Linked DNA regions of Mus musculus: region 1 is linked to region 2. A link is a contact called in public HiChIP or PLAC-seq data. All regions are on one chromosome and are shown on one strand. The core of a region is the stretch at or near the end of the contact, and the rest is flanking DNA. Distances in the headings are between cores, read along the strand shown. Region 1 holds the start of Flt3l (FMS-like tyrosine kinase 3 ligand). Region 2 holds the start of Izumo2 (IZUMO family member 2).

What was found. HiChIP or PLAC-seq counts read pairs in DNA pulled down with a chosen protein or histone mark.
Region 1: a contact with region 2 is called in an H3K27ac HiChIP or PLAC-seq map of embryonic stem cells, with 2.1 times the contacts expected there. The contact joins the promoter of Flt3l here to the promoter of Izumo2 in region 2. A contact is called at or near these places in 1 of 39 promoter capture datasets (stem cell-derived epiblast-like cells), 1 of 15 datasets of contacts at CTCF or cohesin (embryonic stem cells) and 2 of 115 datasets of contacts at active chromatin or transcription factors (embryonic stem cells and pancreatic cancer cells).

Annotation. Positions count from the first base shown.
Region 1 is chr7:45,133,439-45,138,616 of GRCm38.p6, forward strand. Flt3l (FMS-like tyrosine kinase 3 ligand) reads right to left here and starts at 2,994. Exons shown (of 9, transcript NM_013520.3): 1 at 2,941-2,994; 2 at 2,580-2,646; 3 at 2,226-2,339; 4 at 1,684-1,737; 5 at 935-1,078; 6 at 444-588. The coding sequence starts at 2,612.
Region 2 is chr7:44,705,114-44,710,244 of GRCm38.p6, forward strand. Izumo2 (IZUMO family member 2) reads left to right here and starts at 3,617. Exons shown (of 7, transcript NM_001368390.1): 1 at 3,617-3,861; 2 at 3,943-4,017. The coding sequence starts at 3,630.

The sequences.
Region 1 (5,178 bases), core at 1,744-4,243, 430 kb after region 2:
CAGGACACTGAGGCAGGAGGATTGCTTTGAGTTCAGGGTCAGCCTAGCCTGCATAATGAGACCCTATCTCAAAAGAAAAGAAAAAGGGTTGAAGTGGTGGCTCAGCAGGTAAGAACCCTGGGTGCTCTTGCATTGGACCTGGGTCCCAGCACCCACGTGGTGGTTCACACGGAGCAGAGACTCCAGTTTCAGGGGATCTGGTGCCCTCTTCTGGCCTCTGCAGGCACCAGACACACATTCAGTGCACTTACAGGCATGTAGGTAAAACACTCACACATAAAGATACATCTTTAAAAAAGAAGAAAGAAAAGAGAGAAAATAAGGGAGAAAGAACATGTGTGAAGTGCCAACTAGTGGGAGCAGAAGCCCTGGACACACAGTTAGCAAGGCTGTGGCTGTGAGCCTGGTGGCACCATGGTGCTGGGCTCTGGGGCCACCGTTACCCGGCTGGCACTGCACCTCCAGGCACCGAGAGAAATTCTGGCAGGCCTTCCCGATACAGGGCTTCAGAGCAAGCAGCTGTGTGCAGGTGTCCTTCAGGAGGTGGGAGATGTTGGTCTGGACGAATCGCAGACATTCTGGTAGGGGCTGGGAGAAGGGAGGGAGGGACAGATCATCACCATGTCACACCAGGGGCTCCACCAACCCAGGGCCCTGACCTGCAGAGGTCACAGAGCCTAGGGGCCCAGGCCTCAAAGACTCCAGGGTTCTCCAGTTGTTAGGAAAGAGAACACCTTAGGAACAACCTTCTTCAGCTATTAAGGCACAGACCCAGTAACAGATCCCCAGGTGACCTCGGGGCTTGGAGGTTCCAGCCCTACCTCCGTGGTATGCTGTGGGAAAATGAACTCCCCCTAAAAGACCCGGCTGGCAGAGCTGTTTTTCAAGGCCTGGGGAGGGACTTGGCTCTCTTCATTTGAGTTCTAGTGCTAACCTGGAAGGTACATGAGGTGACAAAATGTATCTCGGTGTTGACGTCCTCCAGAAGCGTTTGCATCTTAGACCCTGCCACAGTCTTCAGTTGCTCTATCCAGCGCTGGGCTAGGAAGAGGCTCCACAAGGCCTTGCAGTGCTTCTCCTGCAGACCAAGAACCCAGGCCAGAGCTCAGAGAGTAGGGGCGGGGCTAGATGACTGACATGGGTTAGGCCGGGCCAGAAGGCAGAAGGAAGGAGAGCGGGTCAGGATGGCTTAGTGATGGGGCTAGGTGTCAGCGGAGAATGGGCGTGACCAGATGCTAAAATTAGTGGGCGGGGCCAGGAGACCGAAAGAGGTGGGGCCAGAAAGGGTAGGAAGGGTGGGCCTGTCACTTGTGAGATGGAGGTGGGTATGGATCAAATGCCTGAGATGAGACCCGGCCAGACACCAAGGGAGAAAAGTGGTGGGGCTTCAAGTCTGAAGACCACGCCCTCTCCACGGAGGGGCGGGGCCAGATGCCTGAGAGGGAGTGACCTACTAAACCCAAGCGAGAAAGGAACATAGAGGCCAGTCTTGACAGCTTGGTGGGAGAATGAGCTAGGATGCCTTGATCTGGGGCTAGGATGGGGTGGGTGTGGGTGGAAAGAAGGTCTAGATTTTCAGGTCTGAGGGTGCAGGAGGTAGCCCACTAGTCTTGTCCCTGACTGGTGGCACATCTTGAGTCTGGTTCCCACCTCCATCCCAGGGCCCTCCCGACTGTGACTCACGTCCTGAAGATTGACGGCCACAGTGACTGGGTAATCTTTAAGCAGGTGGTCAGTCTATGGGAGAAAACAAGGTGAGGCCTGATTGAAAGCAAGAGCAAATTATAGAGTCGGAGAAGTTGACCCTGAGACAAGGGGACAAGGACAGAAAAGAGGCAGGACTCACATAAAGAAGAAGAGAACGAGAGAGAGAGAGAGAGAGAGAGAGAGAGAGAGAAGAGACACCAAGACAGTAGCAAAGAGACTCACAGAGCAGCAGAGGTCTACAGAGAGAGGCATCCAGAGAGAGGGACAGAGAGAGGGACAGAGAGGAACATGTGCTCAGAGTGAAGGCCAGAAGTCCTAGAGAGAAACAGTGACAGAGACTCAGAGAACAGGGACTCAGAAAGAGAGACTGAGACAGAGAAAGATAGTAAGAGACCCAGAGAAGGGGGCAGGGGGCGGAGATCCAAAGAGAGAGGGACAGAGACCTCACAGAGATAAAGACATGTTGTGAGACAGAGATGCGGAGATAAGGACCCAGCACAGTATGGGAACTGGCTCACCAACTCTCTAAACTTCACTTTGAAGTTGGAGGAGATGGGACTGTGGCTGAAGTAACAGTCAGGTGTCCCCCGCAGGCAAGGACTCAGCAGCAGCAACAGCAGCAACAGGGAGGACTACAGGGAGGTGGTGTCAGCAACTGACTTCCATGCAGGGGCTCCCTGGATCCTGCTTCCCTCATTAACTGGGTGTCATCTTCCCTGTCTCTGCCTGTCCTGCACCTTGGCTCCTGTGACAAACCTGTGGCCATCCTCTTTTTTTTCTTCCAATCCTGTTCTGTGTCTGTCTCCTCATGCCTCCATCCCCTGCCCATTTCCCTTCTCCGCCCGGCTCCATCACCCCTCAGGTATACGCACATTTGGGCTCCAGGCTGGCGCCAGCACTGTCATCTCTGCCGGGGACCCCTCATGCCTGTGACAGGTTCTTGGAAGTGACAGGAGGGCAGGTCTCGGGCTCATACCCTGCAGCCCCTTCCCCACCCACCCCTGTACCCCGCCGCCCCGCCCTGCCGCCCTTGATGTGGGTGCGTTTCCGCCTCCTGCTCCCCCAGGCTTCCTGCACGAGCCTCAGTGACTGTGAAAAGTCATCTCCTCTTCTAAGAACCCCGACCGACGTCCCCAGAATCCTCCCCAGGTCTCGCACCCTGCTCCCTCTGCCCGGGAGTGGGGACCTTGGGACCGCCCCTCGGGGACTTGGAAAGCCATTCACCCCACGCACCAGGCTTGCCCCAGCTGGGTGTGGAAAGCCAAAGCTGGATGACAGCCAAAGACCGAAAGTGAAAGGAAGCTTTGGGGTAGACAGTGCCAGGGGTGAGTTCGAGCCCGGGCGGGACACGCCACCTAGTGGTAACAAGTGGCGCGGCCGCAGACCTCAGCTTGGGCCCTGAAAGGATAGCGAAGGGATGCGACAAGGCTTTCCAGCTTCGAAGTGTATGTAGAATCCGAACAGTGTCAGTCACTTCAGCTGCCATTAAATAGACTTTGCCTCCACCATAAGGAATGTCATAGTGGCTTCCTTTCTGATTTCCCTACTTCCTAGCCATCATCTGCTTCCTGGGGCACAGAACTTGTGAACCTCCAGCCTCTAGGTTCCTGATTCATTTGGGATAAAAGTCCAGCCTTCTTAGCAAGGACTGGTAATACAGACCTGTCACTCCAGTTTCCAAGGAGCCCGAGGCAGGAGGAATGAGGGTTGGAGGCTGGCCTTGTTTCAAGACTGGCCTGAGCAATTTACTAAGACCCTGTCTCAAAAACTACAAAGATGGCTGGGCGTGGTGGCGCACACCTTTAATCCCAGCACCCGGGAGGCAGAGGCAGGCAGATTTCTGAGTTCAAGGCCAGCCTGGTCTACAGACTGGTTCCAGGACAGTCAGGGCTATACAGAGAAACTGTCTATAAATAAATAAATAAATACATACATACATACGTACATAAATACATAAATAAATACTACAAAGACGGGCAGGTGCACAGCTCAGTTGGAGAGCAGCTGCCTAGAATCCACCAGAGAGTCAGTGGCAGAGAACTAGCAAGCTTGAGGTCCCCGACTCAATCGATGGTGCCGCCCACCTCACCCCTCCACATAGAGCTGCAGTGTTTGACTCTGTGCTCTCCTAACCCCTCCCTGCTAACCTCATGCTATCAGTGTTCCTTCCCAACACTAGCCATGCGCGTGCGTCTCAGGTGGGCATTCTCTTGGCCAGGGGCCTTTGCACTAGCTGTTTCCAATCATGGAATACCTTCCCTCCAGATCCTTGTGTTGTCCCCATCTTGCCCAAGCCCTTGCTTAAACACATAGGCAGAGGCCTCATGACACCCTTCCCCAAGAAGCTCCCCTCGCAGCACCAGACTCACCCTGCTTTGCCCTTATCACCATTTAACACACGATGTGGTTTCCTTATCTTCCCCATTGTCTTCTATTCTTCCGTGGCTGTTTCCACCCTGCAAAGCCCTTGCACCCAGAACTATGACTCGCCTAAGCAGCAGCTACACAAGAGTCCGACCTCTTCCCATCTCATTGCTGTGGTGTAGCACAGGATGTGTCTGGGCTTTGGTTTTGGTTCCTAGGAGATAAATCCTTGGGATTTTCCAAGTATGGGGAGTGCCTTTGTTTATCGGGGCTGGCACCTGGACTCCACCTGAGTCCACACAGAGGCAATTCAGAAAGGACCTGGTTGTGCTTGAAAGACCAAGAATGAAGAGTATGGTGCATTGGAGGCAGGTGGACCAGGAGTTCAAGGTTAGCCTTGGCTACATATAAGACCCTGTGTCATATAACAGGCAAGATGTGGTGATGAAACCTTTACTCCCAATACTTAGAAGAGGCAGCTGGATCTTCTCTGAGTCGCGGGTGGATTGCTTGTTCTTGGATTTAGGGTCAACTTAGATAATGTATGGAGATCCCATCTCAAGATCCTGGGGCTGCAAATACCCCCGTGCTTGGCTAGCATGTGTGAAACCCTGGATCGCATCTCCAGGCAGACCAGACTAGGTGGAGCACACCTGTAATCCAGGCAGGATCATCCTTCATTACGAGACTGAAGCCAGTCTGGATCACATCACACTTTGTCTTCCAAAACAGTCAATCCTCAGCCCATCTATGCTCCTCTGGGCTCTGCACCCCCACTGCTGCTGCAGAGTGTGGGGGTGCACAGGCCATGGTTAGTTCATTGAGCTGCTTTTTATAGCACTTCAGGGAATCTGTCACATCCCAGTCTGCAGGTTTCATGCGAGTGCTGGCTTTGTCACTATGAGAACTAGCCCTTTGTCCTCTTTAAGCTGAAGGTTTTTCTGCCCTAAACTGGGAGATGAGTCAGTAAAAGGACAAAAAGAAGGTATCTTCTTTTTGTGCAGTTCTGGGGATTGAACCTAGCACGTCCCACATGCTAGGCAGACACTCTGCTGTTGAGCCATGACCCAGACTCTGTGGCAATCTAAGCAGGACTCTACTGCCTGT
Region 2 (5,131 bases), core at 2,367-4,866:
CACTCTGTGGCCTGTTAGATACTTCTCCTTCAGTTGGTCCGGCACCTGCTTCATTCTCCACATCTGGCTGGCAAATCTCTCCTCCATGTCTCACTCACGAACCTCTTCCCTCAAACTCTTTCCCAGAGTTCCTATCTCTGCCAGGAAGTCCTGCCTATCCTTTCCTTTCCTGCTTTGCTATAGGCTGTACAGCTTTTTATTAAACCAATCAGAGAATGCCTTAGACGGGCAAGGACAGACAGAGAAATATCTTCACACAGTGTACAAAAAGATTCTCATAACACAAATGTCTTTAAACAAATAAAATAAAAAAATAGGACTCCAGCTCCAGGAGGTATTGTGCCCTCTATTGACCTCTTTGGATACTGCATGCAGGTGGTGCACATAAAGTAACAAAAGTACTTACTTTTAGCAGTGCAGAGCATGCCTTTGATCTGAGCAATTAGGAGGCAGAAGCGGGCTCTCTTCTATGAGTTCTAAGTTTGAGGCCATCTTGGTCTACAGAGTGAGTTTCAGGACAGCCAAAAGTACACAGAGAAACAATGTCAAGAAAGAAAGAAAGAAAGAAAGAAAGAAAGAAAGAAAGAAAGAGGGAGAGAGAGAGAACGAAAGAGAGAGAAAGAGGGAGGGAGGGAGGGAGGAAGGAAGGAAGGAAGGAAGGAAGGAAGGAAGGAAGGAAGGAAAGAAGGTATAAATAAAAATGAGTAGTTTTCCGGGCGTGGTGGCACACACCTTTAATCCCAGCATTTGGGAGGCAGAGGCAGGCGGGTCTCTGAGTTCGAGGCCAGCCTGGTCTACAGAGTGAGTTCCAGGACAGCCAAGGCTACACAGAGAAACCCTGTCTCGAAAAAAAAAAAAAAAAAGCAAAACAAAACAAAAATGAGTAGTTTTTAAAACTCAAACATGTAACATTAGTTCTCAGAATTACTTAAATATGTCCTGTTCGAAACATTGCTATTGCAATCATTAGGTGCACACAGTAGCCAGCAGAGGGATTGTCATAGCTACTTTGTTGCCTTTGAGTCAACAGTTCTCTGTGTTCTCAGGACAGGATGTCAGGATGTCACTGCACTGTCATGAAAACTTGTAACATTCTCACTTGAAGTAGATTCACATATTCCAAGTGTCCTAAACCAAGTTTTATAACACAGAATTTAAATCTACTTTTTTAAAAAAATTATTTTTAAGACTGGGCAGTGGTGACACATGCCTTAAATCCTAGTACTTGGGAGGCAGAGGCAAGCAGGTCTCTGAGTTCAAGGCCAGCCTGGTCTACAGACCTAGTTCCAGAACAGCCAAGGCTATACAGAGAAACCTTGTCTCAAAAAGACCAAAAAAAATATTTTTTAAAAAAATTATGAGTAGATGCACATGGATGTAGTGCCCAGAAAAACCAGAAGAGGGCATCAGACCCCTGCAACTAGAGCTGCCATGTGGTGCTGGGAACCAAATTCAGATTCCTATGCAAGAACATCTATTGCTTTTTTTTAATCCTCTCATATATTACATCCAGACTACAGTTTCCCCTCCCTTCTGTCAGTCCTCCACACCACCACCCCTTCTCCCACAGATCCACTCCTCCTCTGTTTTCCTTCAGAAAAGGGCAAGCCTCCCAGGGACATCAACTAATCTTAGCATATCACGTTTTGATAAGACTAGACACTCTCCTAAGGTCCTAAAAGCAGGCAAAGGAGTCAGGCTCCCAGCTGGTGCTATTAACCACACTCAGTGCTAAGCACTTTTTAAATTACATGTTTATTGGGGGAGGAGCACGTGCCATGGTGAATGTGTGTTCAGAGAATCACATTGGAGAGTCAATTCTGCCCTTCCACAGTGTGGGTCCTGGGAATCGAACTCAGGTCCTCATGCTTAAGTGTTGTAAATCAGGTGGCTCCCTCAGCCTGACTTTTAGCCACTCAGCTCCAGCAGCTTAAGTCATCACCTGCCCCTCTGCCAGGGGCAGCCCATCTCCTCTGTTGCTACAAGCTGCTTACTGCTTACGTTTCAGTGGGATGTGCACACCCTTTGAAAGGTCTCTCTCAGCATCATGTCTCTCTCTGTGTCTCTTCTCTGTTTCCCAGTCTCTCTGTCTCTCAGTCTCTGTCTCTCTCTGTCTCTCTGTCTCTCTGTCAGTCTGTCTGAATCTCTCTGTCCAACTTCTAGAGATCCCTTCCCTCCCCCACTCACCCATAATAGCATTCTTGCCTTAGATCTACTGTGTGGTGTGATCTCTTAGTGGCACAGCTTGTCCCAGACCTTTCTCTGCTTAGCCTAACATTGAAGACCTGCTGAGCCATCGCACTGGCTCCTTGAACTTTTAAAATTGGACTTACAATTAGATAATCACCACTATCAGGAGGTTGAGACCGGAGGATTGGGAGTTCAATGTCATCCTTCGATAAATATAAAGTTCAAGGCCAGCCTGGGCTGTGTGACACACTCTTAGAAGAGAAATAGGGAGAGGGAGGGCTGGAGAAAGGAAGAAGAGAAAGAGAAACCGGGTGTGGACCTGGGAGTATTTGGGGCGATGAATAGGATCAAAATGCATTGTATGTGTCTGTGAAATTCTCAAAAATTATTTTTTTAAAAAACTATTCTTCCAGTCATGGTGGCGCACGCCTTTAATCCCAGCACTCGGGAGACAGGCAGATTTCTGAGTTCGAGGCCAGTCTGGTCTACAGAGTGAGTTCCAGGACAGCCAGGGCTATACAGAGAAACCCTGTCTCAAAAAAAAAAAAAAAAAAAAAACCTATTCCAAGACAAGGTCTTATTATGTAGCTCTGGCTGTCCTAGCATTCACTAATATTGAAAGAACCTAGTGGGGAAACCCCCACTCAACTCCCGATTCTGTGTGCACCCAAGAATCACCAACAGAACACAACACCTTGATGTAACAACACGAGGTATTTTAATGGCGGAGCGTCGGGTCGAAACGTATCTCACACAGGAGACAGTGGATTCGACCACGAGGCTTGGAAGCTAGGGGTTTTTATAGAAAAGGAGTGGGGCTGGGGGAGGAATTGGCACGGTTTCACATGATTGGTCCATTTAAACATCAGCAGCCTGTTAACATTTAACTTAGGTCAGAGGGGTGGGAGATAGGGAGGGGACGGGCCTGTCCCGGCATGTCCTGGTCTGTTCTGCTATGTTCTCAGCCCCAGGTTTCAAAGCTCACAAACAACTCTTTGGGCTATTTGACATACATTACATGAATCACAGGTCTCAAGTTTTATTTCCTTTCAATATAGACCAGGCTGGCCTAGAACTAACAGAGATCTGCCTGTCTCTGCCTCCAGAGTGCTGGGATTAAAGACGTACCTGGCTTCGAAAATTAGTAAGATGTTGTAAGAGAGAAAGAGGAAAAAAGAAAGAAACGTGAGGAAGAAGGAAAGCAAGAAAGTCTGTTGAATTAGTAAATTTAGCCTACAGTAAGGCAGGACACTTCAGTCTTTCTCAGCCAGGCTTTAGGGGTTGGAGGAGGGCAGGGTGGGGGTGGAGGGGGTGGGGGTGGGGGATGGGGGTTAGAACAGCACCCAACAGGTGTTCAATAAATATGTTAACTACCTGGATTCCAGAGCTACACTCGGAGTGTTCTGAGGTCGCCCCTGTGAGGTCACAAAGTCCCCACCATGCCTTTGGCCTTGGCCCTGGTGCTTTTGTGTGGCCTGGGCGGCCCCGGGGCATGGGGCTGCCTGCAGTGCGACCAGTCAGTGCTACTGGAGCTCAGGCAGTTGCGTGATGCCATCGTCACCAAGCGCTTCCATCTGGAAGGGCTGCAGGCGCGCGCGCAGGCCCTGCTGTTGAGCATGGAGGGGCCTTTCTTCAGGGACTATGCAATGAACGCTTTCGTGGGGAAAGTGGGTGTGTACTTGGGTGCGTAGGGAAGAGGCCCGGGGAGCTGTGGGCCTTCTGACCTGACAGGGCCTCCCTTCTGGTCTGCAGTCGTGGATCAACTGGAAAAAGTGGCGACATCCTTCAAGAACCAAGCCCAGTATATAAAGGCTAACTCTAAGACAGGTGGGAGACCCTTGAGCCACCCCCTGGCCTTCCTTTCTGCATCCGAGCTTCTCCTCTGGGCGGGCATGTGTCCTTTGCTGTGACAGCTAGGCAGAATTTTGAGAAAGGGTTGAGAGGGAGAAAAGCTGAGGTTCAAAGAAGTCAGGTGACCTGTCCAAAGTCACACAGAGTTGACGATGTATGCGGGACACTCCCATCTCTATAATGCCCATCACTAGGTGTGGCCAGCCACACACTTCTGTCTTCTTGTGTTTCTCAAACACTGTGATTTTTATAAACGGGGTGTTTTTGGCATTGTCTTGCTGAAAGACTACATTTCCCAGCTTTCTTTGCAGACTACAGCAATCATTTCAATGGGATAAGGGGTGACTTCTTCCTCTGGAGGCATTCTGGCCATCTACTTCTTTGCGGTGAATAAGCACGGTCCCATCTAAGGTTGGACCAAGCCTTTCTTTCTGTCTCTCTACAGCTGTCTTTTAAAAAAATATAATAATCTAACATTTGTAATAACCTTCCACCAGTGAGTAAACCCGTGGCCTGTCATCCTAGTAACTCAGGAAGCTGAGGCAAGAGGACCATGACTTTGAATCCCTCTAATTAGTTAGAGTTCAAAGCCAGCCTCAAAGCTCTAGGTGCCAGGATTCACGGGAACCAGCCGTTATTCAAGCACAAACAAGTCTGCACACACATTTTGAGTCTCAAACACTTGGGAGCCTTCCAGAATTCAGACTCTTTCTGGACAGTCAGGTCATTTTTGCAAAGAACCGAAATGAAAACCTCTAAAATCTGGAGCACTTAAAAATTCTTAAAATTTTATGTGTATAAGTGTTTTGGGGTTTTGGGGTTTGTTTTTTTTGTTTGTTTGTTTGTTTCTGCATGTATTATATGCCATTTGTGCATGCAGTACCTGTGGGTGTCAGAAGAGGGCATCAGATTCCCCTGGAACTGGAGTTCCAGGTGTTTGTGAGCCACCGTGTAGGAGCTGGAAACTGAATCTACGTTCTTTACAAGAGCAGCCAGTGCTCTTAAGCACTGAGCCACCTCTGTAGCCCAGTCCGACAATTCTGTAAGTGGCTGGAGGTTTGATGAGGACCTGCACTGAAGAGCATCTCTT